3 separate regions of the Anas platyrhynchos genome follow, and all the other regions are linked to region 2. Evidence: chromatin contacts called from public Hi-C data. All regions are on one chromosome and are shown on one strand. Each heading gives the region's core, a stretch centred on a gene start, on an enhancer-like site or on the middle of the called end of the contact. The rest is flanking DNA. Distances are from core to core; before and after follow the strand shown.

Region 1 (4,277 bases), core at 1,728-4,227, 150 kb after region 2:
GCTGAAAATTCCTTCTCCTTTCTGGCCTTTTTGTCTAGAAAAGGAAGAAAAAATTGTTGCAACCTATTAATATATGTCTGTGTGACTTTGAACTAAACCTTTTCACTAGCTTTGTCCTGATGCACATATACTGTAGATTTTTAAGGAAGAGAAATACTGAAGTACTGCGTGCATTTGAAGGTAACACACTTGTAAAGAGAAGGGCACAGTTCAACTGGCAGACAGGCACAATGAATGCTGTAGCTCTGAGGTGCGTTATTGGTCTTGTACACTGCCACTGAAAATTACTGAAATCCATGGGAAACCTGTCTCCAGTGAACCCTGGTTCCAAGACCTAAAAAACTTCTATCCTCTGTAAAGCCTTGCAGTTGCTGAAGCAGGTACTCACAGTAGCAAGTATTACACTGGGACTGCCAAATTCTTTGCTATTGCAAAGTTGTGGCTGCTGAGTAGAATAAATTACACCCTAATCTTCTTTTTAGCTTATTTATAAATACGCTTCACTTACAGTAGCTTCTGAGGTTTAGAGAATTTGCTTAAACTGTCATGTTCAATGTTATTAAGTGAAAACATATTCATTCTTCTGCAGCTATTATCACCGCCTTGCATAATGAACTCTATCAAAAAACTAAGGCAGGTACTGTAAACAACGCTGACGATGCCTTTGTTAAACAATAGTGCATCTGTTTGGCCAGATGTTCTTGGGATCAGTTTTGATCTGGTTGCCTGCACTTGTAAGTTACTGTAGAGCATGTTTTTGAACATCTGCACTTCGAAAAGCCACAGCCACCACATTACAGCAGTATCTGGATGATGTGAATGGCTCTAGTGTGGATGTTTTTCTTAAAAGAAGTTATGTATTTAGATGATGTGCCATGCATGATGACATGACAAGCTGGGGTAAATGCAGATGAACATGTTAAGCTTTGTAATCTAATAATAAAATAATGAGTTAATTAACTTGGGGCATATGCATGGGTAGTATGATAACTGAGCATTAAAATTCACAGTGAACCTAACAGGATGAGCATCAAGAGCATGACAGTTGGTATTACCTCTGCCAGTCTGCAAATGAAGTTGGTAAAGAACTTTTGCGTTGAGGACAAATGCATGAAATGAAGATCAAAAACATAAAAATGTCTGTGATAAAGTGAGAAATACGGAAAAGTCTTACATATATTTCAGCTACTTTGTGATTTGGTTCTGTCCCTTACCAGTTTTAATGATATGTATGAGCTTCTATTGTTTGTTTTTTTTCATATGCATTCACAAACTTCCTATATGTGGTACAGACATCCCATATTAATATATTTACCAGTGTTATGTCCATTTGGGTGGAGGAGGAAAGAAAAAAGAAACACCTTTTCTACAGTCAAAAAATGTGGAGAATGACCATGCCACAAGAAACAAATAGTTGTAGTTCTTAACAAAGATTTGATTTAAATTTCTCTGAAAAAAAGTGGCATTATGAAAAGCTCTATTTGAATCCTTCAAGAACAAGCATGGTTATGCAAAGAATATTCCAGACCCGTTTGCAAAAGTAAGACCGCTTAACTTTGTTGCTGGGAGTATAGAACAAGTGTCACAGGTTTGTTGTGATGGAATGAAATACCACTAGAGGAATGCATTCATATTAAAGGAGGTTTCCTCTCATTTCCTTATCTGTATGTGTTCAAAAAATGCTCATGTGATATCTCCAGTGAAGGTCAGGGTTTGCCACTGGTCCAGTTTTAACTTGTGCTCTGATCCAGCTCTTCTCTAGGATGGGATTTAACACCGGTTATATCAGAAGAGAATTCATCATCGAATGTTTCTCTTGCCACCTGTTTAAGTAGTAAAGTAGTGCTACAGAGGCAGGGTTTCTCAACTGATAATGAAAACATAATGTACAATGTAATAGAAGCCATACCCAGTCACAGGTTTTCAGTCAGGAGTTATTATAGGCCTCTAGGTTGCTATAGTTGTCTAATAGCCTAAAACTACTCAAGACGAACAGTTTATATGAAGGGATCTTCAGTGTAGGTTTCTTAAGGCAAAGAGCAGAAATGTTCTTAAATGCAGAGCAGTTGTCTTTAGGGGAAGGTGCAAATCTGTGAAGGATTCCAGACCATATGGGAAACAGCAGAGTCTACAGAGAATAGCCATCTGCAATGGAAACAGCCTGTGTAATTCAAAACAAGTAGGGCAAAGTGAGGCAGCAAGAGCGAAAGTAGATGCAGAAGTCCTCTTCCGTGCACTCTGTTCAAGGGTATGTTGTAAAATCAGTCAAGATACAGGACTGGGAGCTGATGGAGGAAGCGCAGAGTAGAAGGTCTGCTTGCATTCAGCTGCTCAGCAGATAACCCATGTGTGCTCAGGTAGGGTGGCATCCTGCCTGGGGAACGTGGAATTCCTGAGACACTCCACGTCAAATTGGAGTGCACAGGAACTGTTACAGAAAATAAAAAACTGGTTTTAGAGAGTGTCATATCTGGCTCATGGCCATGTTAATGGGATAGTAATGAGGAACTTGGAGCAGAAGCACGGAGAGGAAATGAAGAACAGGTGCTATGGCTTGCCAGTCCATCTGACAACTGCTCCTGTACTCCTGAATTAAGAGCAGATAAGAGAATTGTTAGCAGGGCATTGCTGAAACTGTCATCTTAGGGTATCTGACTGTATTCAATAAACTCACTGAAGTGATAAGCACAAGGGAATTTTTCTTTACTGAAGAAGATTTTAGCAGTTACACTAAGAGGTGGGACTGATAGTTGAAGCAAGGGCTGAAAAAATCTGATTTTCTAAAGAGATTACAAAGAACCAGAGGGAAAAGCAACCTAGAAGATGTGCCAGTTTAGAAGAAGTCATAACTGGCTCTCATGCTTGTTTTCCTGCAAGAGGGAAAATTAATCAGACAAAACTCTTAAAGCATGTCTGCCAAAAGTGAAAGGTAACAGAGACGCCCCTAACAGTACCTCAAGTGCTTAATGGTGTTCCCTGTGTTGTAATGAAAACAGTGGTTTTCCATAGCAACTGCAGCAGCACGTTACATGTGTCTTCACTCAGCGGCGTGAAATGGCGAAATGAAAAGGGGATGAAGTGTTTCTCAGCAATAGCCAGCTTTAGTCTTGTAACATTTCCATCAAACAAGTGTGTGTGTGGGGGGGGGGACTGTTTTGTTTTGTTTTTCCTTTGATTTCATCATGGAAGGAGCTAAAAGACAGCTGAGAAATTTCTGTGCTCCCTTTTGGGATATAGGAATTTGCAGCTACAGAGGGAAAAAGAGAGGAACATAGAGAGGTCTGGCTGAGAAGGCATTCTCAGATGTATTCCTGAGGGGATTGGTGACCATGTCATTCCATAGCCACATCTGCTCTGTTTGATCTGGATCTTCACGTTTTTTGGTGGAATGTGTTCAAAGCCCTTTATTCCTTTGACCCTCCCTGCATATGGTGATTTCATTTCCACAGAGGCAGTCAGAGAACTCCTGCGGTATGATCCCCAACTAGTCTTCAGCACTTTTATAAGGATGCTTCCAGTAGCTTTTCTGGCTATGAAATTAAAGGTAGAAAGAGTCTGAGAGTGTTTCAAGGATGAGAAATGTCCAGTAGCCTTGCTCACTCCAAATATTTCCTAAGAAAAATCAGTGAACCAAGCTGTTTAGCCTTGTTTCTCATCAGTATGTGACTGGAAGTTCCCTTAGTACATTTTCACAAACAGATGAGAGATAAGGACTGCTTAAGAAGGCTTAATTTGTGGTGACTTTGAAATAACCTACTGCACTAGTGTGCTCAGAGTCATCTGCTGATGCATTACTTTATGATTGGAGTTAGTTCTTCACAGTCAATTAAGGAACAAAAATGGCTTCTCTAGTGGAAGTGGGATCTTTTATTACCTTTGTCTGCTGCATGTATGCTATATTTAAGTTATTGCCCCAATAACCTGAGTGACTTTCGATCAAATAAATGGTTTTCAAATTTGTCAGGTTTTCAGGATCCCCACATCTCAATGCCAAGTTATTTTGTCTCCTCTCACAAAACTTCCTGTAGGGAATCAGTGTCTGTTCAGTACTAGTGTACTGTTAGATACTCACTAGATACTTGCTAGATGTGTGACAGCACTCACTCTGCAGGGGTGCAGCTGTTCTCCTGAATTTTGGTTTGCAGGACGTTGTCACTAAACATCAGTTTTGCAGTGTTGGGGAACCATGAAATTTCAACCAACAGTTTAGCTTTCAGGTTGCATCTCAGTTGTGCTGCAGATGCAGGGAACAGCTCCAAGCCAAGGATTTCTGGTCT
Region 2 (4,801 bases), core at 546-3,045:
TAATGGATAGAAAAACAGAATCTTTTATGTATTCACACAGGTGAATATATTCACAAGTGACAGCAAGGTATGTTGTACAGAGAATACAGTCCAATATTTAGAGGGCTTTTCTGGAAAGATGCAGGTTCTGTTCTTTACTCTGACATAATTTTCTCTGTGACCTTAAAAAACATAGCTCTTCAAGGGCATTTAAGCATCTGAATATACCAATAGGGGATTTGAAAACACCTGGCTGCTAAAATTGGTCGAAGTACTTTGTAAAAATCTCTAAAAAATCCCCAGGTGCCTGTTTGCATCTCTCAAAGCCCAAATACCTTTAAAAAACACTGTCATTAGTGTGTGTGTGTTTGTGTTTGTTTGTTTTTCTGTCTAATTTGAGTTAGAAGCTTAAGCTGTCTGTATAGTCAATACAAAAAAGTAGCAGGTAGGATCCTGCTTCTCAGCTGGCTAATTCAGAAACCTCAGCTAGGTGCCTGAAATAAAGCAATGTCAATCACTGCTCCTAATGGACTTCTTAAGTGGTCAGGAAATGGCTCAGTCAACTGAACAGCTCAACAGCTTGCTGCTGCTCAAAAAGACCATCTCTTTTCCCTCTAATGCTCACCTGTTCTTCACCTCTTGCTGGCCATGCAGTTCTGCACTTGTCTTCTGTAAGCTCCAGTGTTTATCTGAGCCTTAGGTTTTCATTTTTGGCTATCTTTTTGTTTCCTTTTCCTGGCAGAAAACTCACCAGCACAAGGAATTGAGCAATTCCTTGGTGATTAATGAGCTAAAGTTGTTTGATAGGGGTGAGACCAGCAAGGGGAGCAGGAGCACATGTGTTGGGGAGAGTAGGAAAAACACAGTGCACAGGAGAGTACGTGACAACCGCTTGCAGAAGCAGCAGTAGCAAACTCTTGGATTGGCTTGCCCATCTTGTCTGGATCTTGTTTGAGGTCTTCCCTCCTCTCTGTACCGCCCTTTCCCACCCTCTCCTTTCTCTTCAGCTCCCTTCCACATTCCCTAAATATTGGCAGGACAGGAGACAGCCGTTGCAGAAGCTGATTCAGCTGCATACATGCAGATTGCCTGGCTGGTACTTGTGGCTAATGAAGGCATGGCTTCCAGAACTGATAACTCTTGAGTTCCCACTGCAGCTTTTCTTCATTTTAATTTCTCTTTGCAAGTCCTAATTACTACAAAACTTGTAAAGTTGTTGAACTCTTTCTGAGTTCTACCTTTTAGTCAGCTTTAATAGAAATTTTCCATATCTGGGACTTGAAGTTCTTGAAGGGGATTTGCTGGACAGACAGAAAAATGAAACTCTATCACCCTCAATTACTTAGGAAACCCAACTAAATGGCTAATTTTAATAAATGGATTCTGTATCTGATCCATTCTAACTTTCTCTGATCAACATGTCTGTTGAACTGCTCAGCCTTAGAGGTGTTGCACACTAAGTGGAATAAATTCTTTGTGTTCTATAGAAAACCAAGGTACAAATGCCTTTCTCCTTTCACTTCCTAGCAGCATAAAGAAAGGAAATTCTTCATTAAAAAGCTAATTTCTGCATGTTCCTGAACCTTTTTTTTTTTTAAAGCCATCTATTAAGCATCACACAGGAGAACCCTTGATAATGCTAGTCAGAAATTCGTTGAAGGAAGTGCATAGGAAATGACTCAATTAAAAACACAAAATGCTGTTATATTACTGAGGAAAACCTTGGCTCTTTTGGTACAAGAAAGAAAACCTGAGTTGTTTCCAAGTGGAAAACGTTACTCATTTCAGAAAAGAAGATGGGGAAGGGAACTTTTTTTGAGTGAACGTTCGCTGAGCAACTACAGGAGCTGGGAAAGAGGCGAACCTGCGATTTATTTCATTGCTGCCGCAGGATTCAGAAACAAGGGGCAAGAAGACAGAACGACCTAATGAGTATGAGCTGCAGGTGACAGTGGGGCGATGCATGGCAAACAGAGGTGTGTATGACCACAAGTCATTGCTGGCTGAGTGCGATATGGGAGGAACAGCTGTGCCGGCGCATTGTCTGCGCCTACATCACCTGATGAGAGGACACGTGTGTGCTCGCCCTTGTGCTGCTGCTCTGCTCCCTTACACATACACGTACACACACACATTTTACATGCACATATATACCTCGCTGCCCGGCTGGCAGCGGGGCGAGCACACCAGGGCGCTGCCAAGCAGCCACCAGCCGGCTGCGCCCCGGCACTGCGGTGGGGACCGCGCCACGCAGCCGCGGGCAGGGATGCGAGCACCGCCACCTCTCCTGGATCTCCGGCTGCGTTTCTTTCGTAGGAAAACCGTGTGGGCTTGCTGCTGGGAGGCAGCTGCGCTGCGTGTGGCACAGCAGAGCAGGAGGAGCGTGACTCAGCCCCCGTGCCACCGCCGTGCCGGCTGCCGCAGCACCCCGGGTCCTGCTTGCTGGCCGTGCCGACCCTGAGCGGAGCCACCTCTCGCGGCTCAATTCGGCCGCAGCCCTGCGGTTCCCGTCGCCTGCCCTTCCCCGCAGCCTCCCGGGGCGCTGAGGTCGGGTTCGCCGTGTCGGGGAGCTCCCGGCCCCCGCCGGGGGGGCGCCCGCTGCCCCTCCGGGCCCGCAGCGCTGCGCCCGCCCCGCTCCGCCCCGCAGCCGCCGCCCTGCCCTCGGCAGCCCGATCCCAGGCGATCCCACTCGATCCAATCCGATCCAAGGCGAGCCGAGCCCAGCCGAGCCGCACAGGCGCACGCAGCGCGGAGAGCGCCGCGGCCCCGCCCGGCTCGGCACGGCCCGGCACGGCCCGGCCATGTCCGCCAGAGGTGGGTCTGCGGGGGGCGAGGGGGGACCGGGGGGTTTGGGGGATCACCGAGGAGCCCTGCGGCGAAGGGGCTCGGGGAGGGGGCGCCGGGTGCCGGGGTGGGGGGCCCGAGGGTGCCGAGCCCCCTTGCGGGCGCTGGGGCTGGGAACGGGGCTGCAGGTGCGGGGCGCGGGGCGCTGCCCTCGGAGGAACCGGAGGCGTAAAGTTAAACATGTTCTGAACGCTGTCATAACAAAGCTGAAATACCGGTAAGCATCTCTCTCTTTTTTATTTTTTTATTTTTTTTTCCCCTTAAAGAAAATTATCTGCGCGGTAATAACCAGTAAAACCACTCCCCGGTTGTCTCTGCATTGAAAAAAAAAAACACTTTGTGAAAATTACATATCGCGTGTGAACAAGCCCCTGGATGCAGGGATACGCCCTGCTTGTGCATCCCCTTATTTCTCTGCGTCTTCACGCACTACACACCGCCCGACGTGCACCAGCGCTTTGGTTTGCCTGGATTCCTCCCGCTGTCCGAATGAGCCTCGCGCACATGGACGGCAGCGTGCGACTGCTGTAGGGTTGTCAGCGCAGTGTGCCTGGCTCCATGTTCCCACAGCGTCGCACCCATCCCAGGTATAAATAATAAATGGTGGTGGGTCAGCGCAATTCCTTGTGGCTCTGTGGAGTTCTTGCTGTAGGAAGCCATGGTCTGCATCAGTCTCCGAAGGATCCATTTCTGGAAGAGTGCTAATTGTGTTAGCATCAGTGCTGTGCTAAGGCTGCTTTAGTACCTGGGTGGGAAAGCCCTGGTCTCAGCAAAGCTTTATGACATGCATTAGATGGCCGTCTTCACAGGGCTACCTGGAGTTGGGGAAGGAATGGAAATACCTTGCAATTTCAGCTCTGCAGATGTTTTGCTCCACCAAACCTGAAATGTACAGAAAGGGTAGCCAGGGAACATTTCCACTGGTCCAATTCCCATTTTCTCCCCCCACCATCCCTCTTTCATATTTCATCGGCACGGCACGGATGTTTGATGCCTGCTTGGTTCTGCTGGAGAGCTGCCTGGAGATGAAGGGGGAATTCTTTCTCAGCCTTTCCCATGCCATCCAGGTTTTTTCAGAGCAATTAATTGGAGGGACAGGGACCTCACAGGAGTTTAGAGATGCAACAAATAATATTCATAAAAGAGATTAAGACATTAATTTCTATTGATTTCTGCTTTTCAATGTTAACAGATGGACTTAGTTGGAAAATAAACATGTCTGTAGGAGTACATAGTAGAGTTGCTTGGTGCTGACCAAAGGCTGTTTGTGTGTGAGGCGGTACAGAACATTTTTATTGTCAACTGTTCTAAACGTTACAACTGATAAAATGTTATGTATGAGCTTACTTGTAGACACTTAATGTGGCATGATGGATCTTAATGAGGTTACTCCTGAGCATGTAGCTCAGATAAGAAATATGTATTTATGGGATCAGGGCTTTGTCTGAGTGTTGGATCAGGACCCTTTGCTTCATGCTGGCAGATTACCTCATGCATAAGGAGTCTCATTAAAACCTCGGTATCGTTAGGGTCTGAGTGTTCAGCGAATGTTGACTGTTAATATTTTATGTAGTGTTAGCTGTCCAAAAGGTGATCATTATTATTCTGAATGCATCAGGTCTGGAGCTGTCTACTTGCTGTTTGTACACCAGGCATACCAAGAATAGCCAAAGAGGTAAAGATTTACCTGTGCCATTTTTATTACTAAACTGCAGAAGATACTCAAGGCATAGTAAAACATATCACAATATCATCAGTGTTCAATTTGTGCAGCTCTCTTTATTCGTCTCTTTTGCTCCAGGAGGCAGCATGGTCTAGTGAACTGACTGCAACAGATGATGGAAGAAACTCCTGAAATCCATCAGGACCTCTGTGTTTTGAACCATCCCTTTGAACTCTTCTGCTCTAGTTCCTTGTTGTTATTTAAGCAGAAGTGCCGTATAGCCAAAGACATAATGGTAGATTGTGAATCAATACA
Region 3 (4,412 bases), core at 165-2,664, 170 kb after region 2:
TTAGGGTTCCAGGAAGTGGCTTTTTCCTGATTTACATTGCAATGTGCAATGTGGTGGTCCTTAAATAAAAAATAAATATATATTTTAAAAAGTCTATCCTTGTGGTTTGAGGATTAGCAGTGTATCCCTTAGCACTGACTCAGTGAAATCTAGCTGTTGACTGTTCAAAAGAGTGTGTGAGGCAGCTATTTTGTTCTCTGGGTTTTAAAGTGAATTGTAGGCTCGCTGCATTATCCTCTTCTCAATCCAGCCAGTCAGCTGGAAAGAAAATTGAGCTGTTACTACTGAAGCACAATTTTCCACAAGAAGTTATTTGGGGTAGTTTCCCCAAATAGCTTGTATCTTCACCATGGAAATCTCTTGCTTGTTTGCATTTCCTAATGTCTGTGACACTGATAATCTTCTGAATATTTGAAGTAAATTGGTCATGATTTGGATGCATCCACATGTTACAGAATCAGCTCCAAAGGACTTCATACCACATGTCTTTGACTTGTCACTTGTTCTTATGTTTTCTTTTCTTCAAATAATCTGATTCTGTGTAATACTGGCTTTTTCTTGTGCTACATCCTTGATTTGGTCTGTCTGCTGTTTTAGTGTTGGGGTTAACTTCAACTATAACTGAAGTAGTTCTCATATCAACATTTTTCTCTTTCTCAATTTCACAGATCAAGGTGTCAACATTTACAGAAAACCTCCAATCTACAAACAACATGGTAAATGATCTTTCTCTTTTTGTTTCAGAACTGGATTGTCAATTGAAATGCATGCAGGATAGTGAGAAGTATTCAGTGTTTATGCTGCAAGCATCAAAAATCAGTAGTCCAAGCCTGAAACAGCTTTTATTGCATGTCCTGCTGAGTGATTGTTTTAACGCATGTTGTTTCATTTGGATCATATGGCTTAAATCTTGGCCACGTTGATATTAATGGCAAAATTGCCATTAACTGGGATTTTGCTGTCTTTATAGTGTTGTGATGCCTTTCTGTATTTTACTTCTTTAATTTCATGTTTTCAGAATACAGGTTTTGGTGGTGGAAAAATGTATTAACAACAGTGTGTTTTCTGACAGGAACTTCATGGATTATGTTTATTTTAAACAGACAAAGTACAATTTATTTCAACAGCAGTGATGGGGATGTTACTATCAGACTGGAACTCCAAATGTATTGTGGCTTCAAACAGGAATCTTTAAATACTGAAAATAATATAGGCGACTTGTCATTGACAGTACTCATTTGATTCTCAAGCCCTAGGAAACAGCTCTGGTAGTGCAGTGTATTTGCTGTTCCAGTGTTTGGATTCTGAGTTGGACAACAGCATTAGTATTCTTATCTTTTCAGAGTAGATGTTTTTTTAGCAAGTCTGCAATAACAGTGATGGCAGAAGCCAACTGCCTTGCTGTTCTGTAACACTGCAGAGCAAGGGACCTTGAATGTGTTTTCTATTCCCTTCTTCTGTGAACAGAAAACTTTAAATAGGAGATTTCTGTGTGATGTGGTGAAAGACAGATGGCTCTAGTTTTTAAAGACTCTGCATCCCTTTGCAGACCCTTTGCCCAATGAAACTTATTTAAGTAGCAAATTAACAGTACTACAGGGTTCAGATGAACAGTTAGCTGAGAGCTGTTGAGCTGAGATGATTAAGAAAGCCTAGGAAATCCATTCTGTAGGCAGGAATGAGCATTGTAAACTGCTGAAGTTTTACATCAGGTTTCTTTCCTCTTTCTTTTTTAAGTTTTCAAATCACGTGCTCATTTTAGAAGTCTTAACATTACTTTTGTTTATTTTTATGGTTTTAATGTATCTCCTCATCTTCCATTAACATGTGAATGTTTAACCACTGACATCACCAATTCTAATACGTAAGTACTGTTTGAAGTCATGCTTTTGTAAACTCTGACCAGATTTCTCCATACCTGTAATTATGCTTAGCTTCCCAATCATAAAATTTTCAGAATTCCCAATGATATGTAATACTGATTTTCCTAAACTACTCTGAGTGTGTTGGATGAGTAACAACGTGCTTCATTTTTATAACAGATATCTTTCCCTTTAAAAAGAAAAAGGGGGGAAAAAATCCAGAATTATTTATTCTGATATATTAGCTTCATATAAGAGAAAGGTGATTTGGACTAACAGTTCATGGATAAGAGGTAGTTAAGAATGCTTTAAATGCAAACTAAATCCTATTGATTTTATATATATATATGTATGTATATATATATGTGTGTATATATATATATGTATATATACATTTAACATCAAGAAGTGAAATCCATAATGCACATCCTCACATGCTTTTAAGTGACTTTGGCTTAGGCCGGAATCTTAAATGCATGTGCCACTGCTAAGATATGTTAATGGTGAGGTTCATTTCTTTGCAAGTGCCTTTCCCTGCCAAGTTGATCTAAATGGAGTTTAGTAGTTAATAAATAAATTTGCATCTCTTTTTTACTGCTACTGCATGCTAATAAGCAAGTACATGCAGCAGAAAGGATACAGTGGTTAAATAAACATATTTGTTTCAGATTTTTTTTTTATGTTTGTTTTGCAGCTTGTCACAGAAACATAGTAAATAATTAGAATCAGTACAGTTAAAATTAATGCTGTCTTTCTCAACTATTTGTTTTCTTACCCTAGAGGGAAGACAAACCAGTGCATAAATCTGGTTTCATCTTCATTATTAATCAGCTGTCCTTAGGAGATATTGGCAAATACTGTTGGCTTAAATTTTCTCACTCTTGCCTATCATTCTAACGCTCTGAAACCCTATTGAAATCCCAAGTTGACTTGGGGTTATTTTGGGGGTAGGGATGCGGGATGAGAAGACTTGATTCCAATATGTTGGCAAGAGGAAATCATTATGTTGCTTCCAATTACAATTAGAAAGGCAAAACATGAAAATGCATAGTTTTGAAAATGGCCTTCTTGTAAAGTATAAAATTTTGCCAAAATATGGAAGAGATTTATATTGATAAAGATAACTACATAGCTAAGTTCCCTGATTGCCATCTAGATGCAGCTGCTTTGGCAGCACAGAGCAAGTCCTCCGAGGATATCATCAAGTCCTCCAAGTTCCCAGCAGCTCACGCACCAGCACCCAACGAGATACCAAAGATTGAGACGGACCACTGGCCAGGTCCTCCCTCCCTTGCAGCCATAGGTATGCTAAAGAAATGATGTAAGTGATGTAGACTAAGAGGTACTGATAAGTAAAGTAGGTGCAAAAACAGGTAGGGAGGGTTGTTTCCAATCCAGGTGTTATCCACAAAGTGTAGTTCTTCTGGTGAGACCTCCAGGTGTCTGGGTATTTATAGCTGTTGAATAGGAGTGAGGAGAGGAGGTTTTGCAAAAGGACATTTGAACTGATCACACAGATACTAACTGTAGACAACTGATGTGAATTCCCATACAGTAACGTAATAACAGTATGATGTATCACACAAGCCTGACTTCTTTCAGTTATTGTCTATTTAAGCTTTTGCCCTAAGCTAATGGCAAATATTCCACACAAAGTGTCATTGCTTCCAACCACATGACTGTTTCCGTGCAAGTACCGCAGTGGAGCAATTAATAGACTAAAACAGTCCTATTTTTTTTTCAGATTTACTGTTTCTATAGACTGTGTATTTTTCTTCTTTGTTGTCGCATTGCAGGCACCTTATTTACTTTTCTTTAAATCATGCACATGATCATTTTTAAACTTTTTTTTTAATGTATTTTTTTCTTTTGATTTTGTTGACCCTCATGTAACACAGTACAAAAGTTATCTAGCCTGGCTGATTTATGAAGTCAAGTCAGAAACAGTGAAGGTCTTGCCTATCTCAACCTCCTTTCTGAGAAGGAAGGTATGGTTATTCTCACAACGGGATTTTCGTAGAACTGCTGTGAGAGGTGACATAATGTGGGAGAACTTGATTACCAGTCAAAGGGGCTGCATATGCAGTGGCAATTGTTTGAAAATGTCCCTTACATAGGATTGTAACTTTACAACATTACAGTCACAGTGCTAACATCTACATTGAACCTCTCCTGATGGTGCTTGTCATAACTACAGCATTATTATGCTGTGTGTCAGAGGGAGAGGCTTTGTTGGAAATTTTGGCTCTTGGCTCACTCTCCTGACTGTGGATGATAACTTTAATTATTTTTTCCAGTAAAACTGCTTCATACGTTGACTCTCAGGTGATTTTGTTACATCTGAAAAACTAAACATGACTGTTTATACAGATAAAAATGTGCTCATGGGTGTATTTTATTCAGAAATAAAAATACATTAAGCACTGAAAAACAAACTCGCAAGCCCTAGTTTTTTAGGCTTGTTACCTGATTTTCTGAGTGTGGTATTTTAGTTACAGAGCTAGACTGAGCTCAGCAATCAAAAAATAAGTCGTGCGGCTATTGTACTTA

Evidence for each region. Hi-C and Micro-C count contacts between places; a contact is called where the count stands out from the background.
Region 1: a contact with region 2 is called in a Hi-C map of subcutaneous adipose tissue, with 2.7 times the contacts expected there. The contact joins the enhancer-like site here to the promoter of ABLIM1 in region 2. A contact is called at or near these places in 2 of 8 Hi-C or Micro-C datasets (small yellow follicle and subcutaneous adipose tissue).
Region 3: a contact with region 2 is called in a Hi-C map of liver, with 1.8 times the contacts expected there. The contact joins the enhancer-like site here to the promoter of ABLIM1 in region 2.

The regions. Positions count from the first base shown.
Region 1 is chr6:33,004,646-33,008,922 of IASCAAS_PekinDuck_T2T, reverse strand. It overlaps ABLIM1 (actin binding LIM protein 1), which reads left to right. Exons shown (of 23, transcript XM_072039808.1): 10 at 590-637. Among named protein-coding and RNA genes, the nearest start is that of AFAP1L2, 53 kb to the right of the region's middle. Within about 2 kb of position 2,977, at least 1 of the 8 cell types and tissues checked has an H3K27ac peak or open chromatin away from gene starts, as enhancers often do. A contact at or near this core is called in subcutaneous adipose tissue, where this site is marked.
Region 2 is chr6:33,150,744-33,155,544 of IASCAAS_PekinDuck_T2T, reverse strand. ABLIM1 (actin binding LIM protein 1) reads left to right here and starts at 1,795. Exons shown (of 23, transcript XM_072039808.1): 1 at 1,795-1,955. The coding sequence starts at 1,943.
Region 3 is chr6:32,979,448-32,983,859 of IASCAAS_PekinDuck_T2T, reverse strand. ABLIM1 (actin binding LIM protein 1) reads left to right here. Exons shown (of 23, transcript XM_072039808.1): 17 at 669-716; 18 at 3,019-3,165. Among named protein-coding and RNA genes, the nearest start is that of AFAP1L2, 28 kb to the right of the region's middle. Within about 2 kb of position 1,414, at least 2 of the 8 cell types and tissues checked have an H3K27ac peak or open chromatin away from gene starts, as enhancers often do.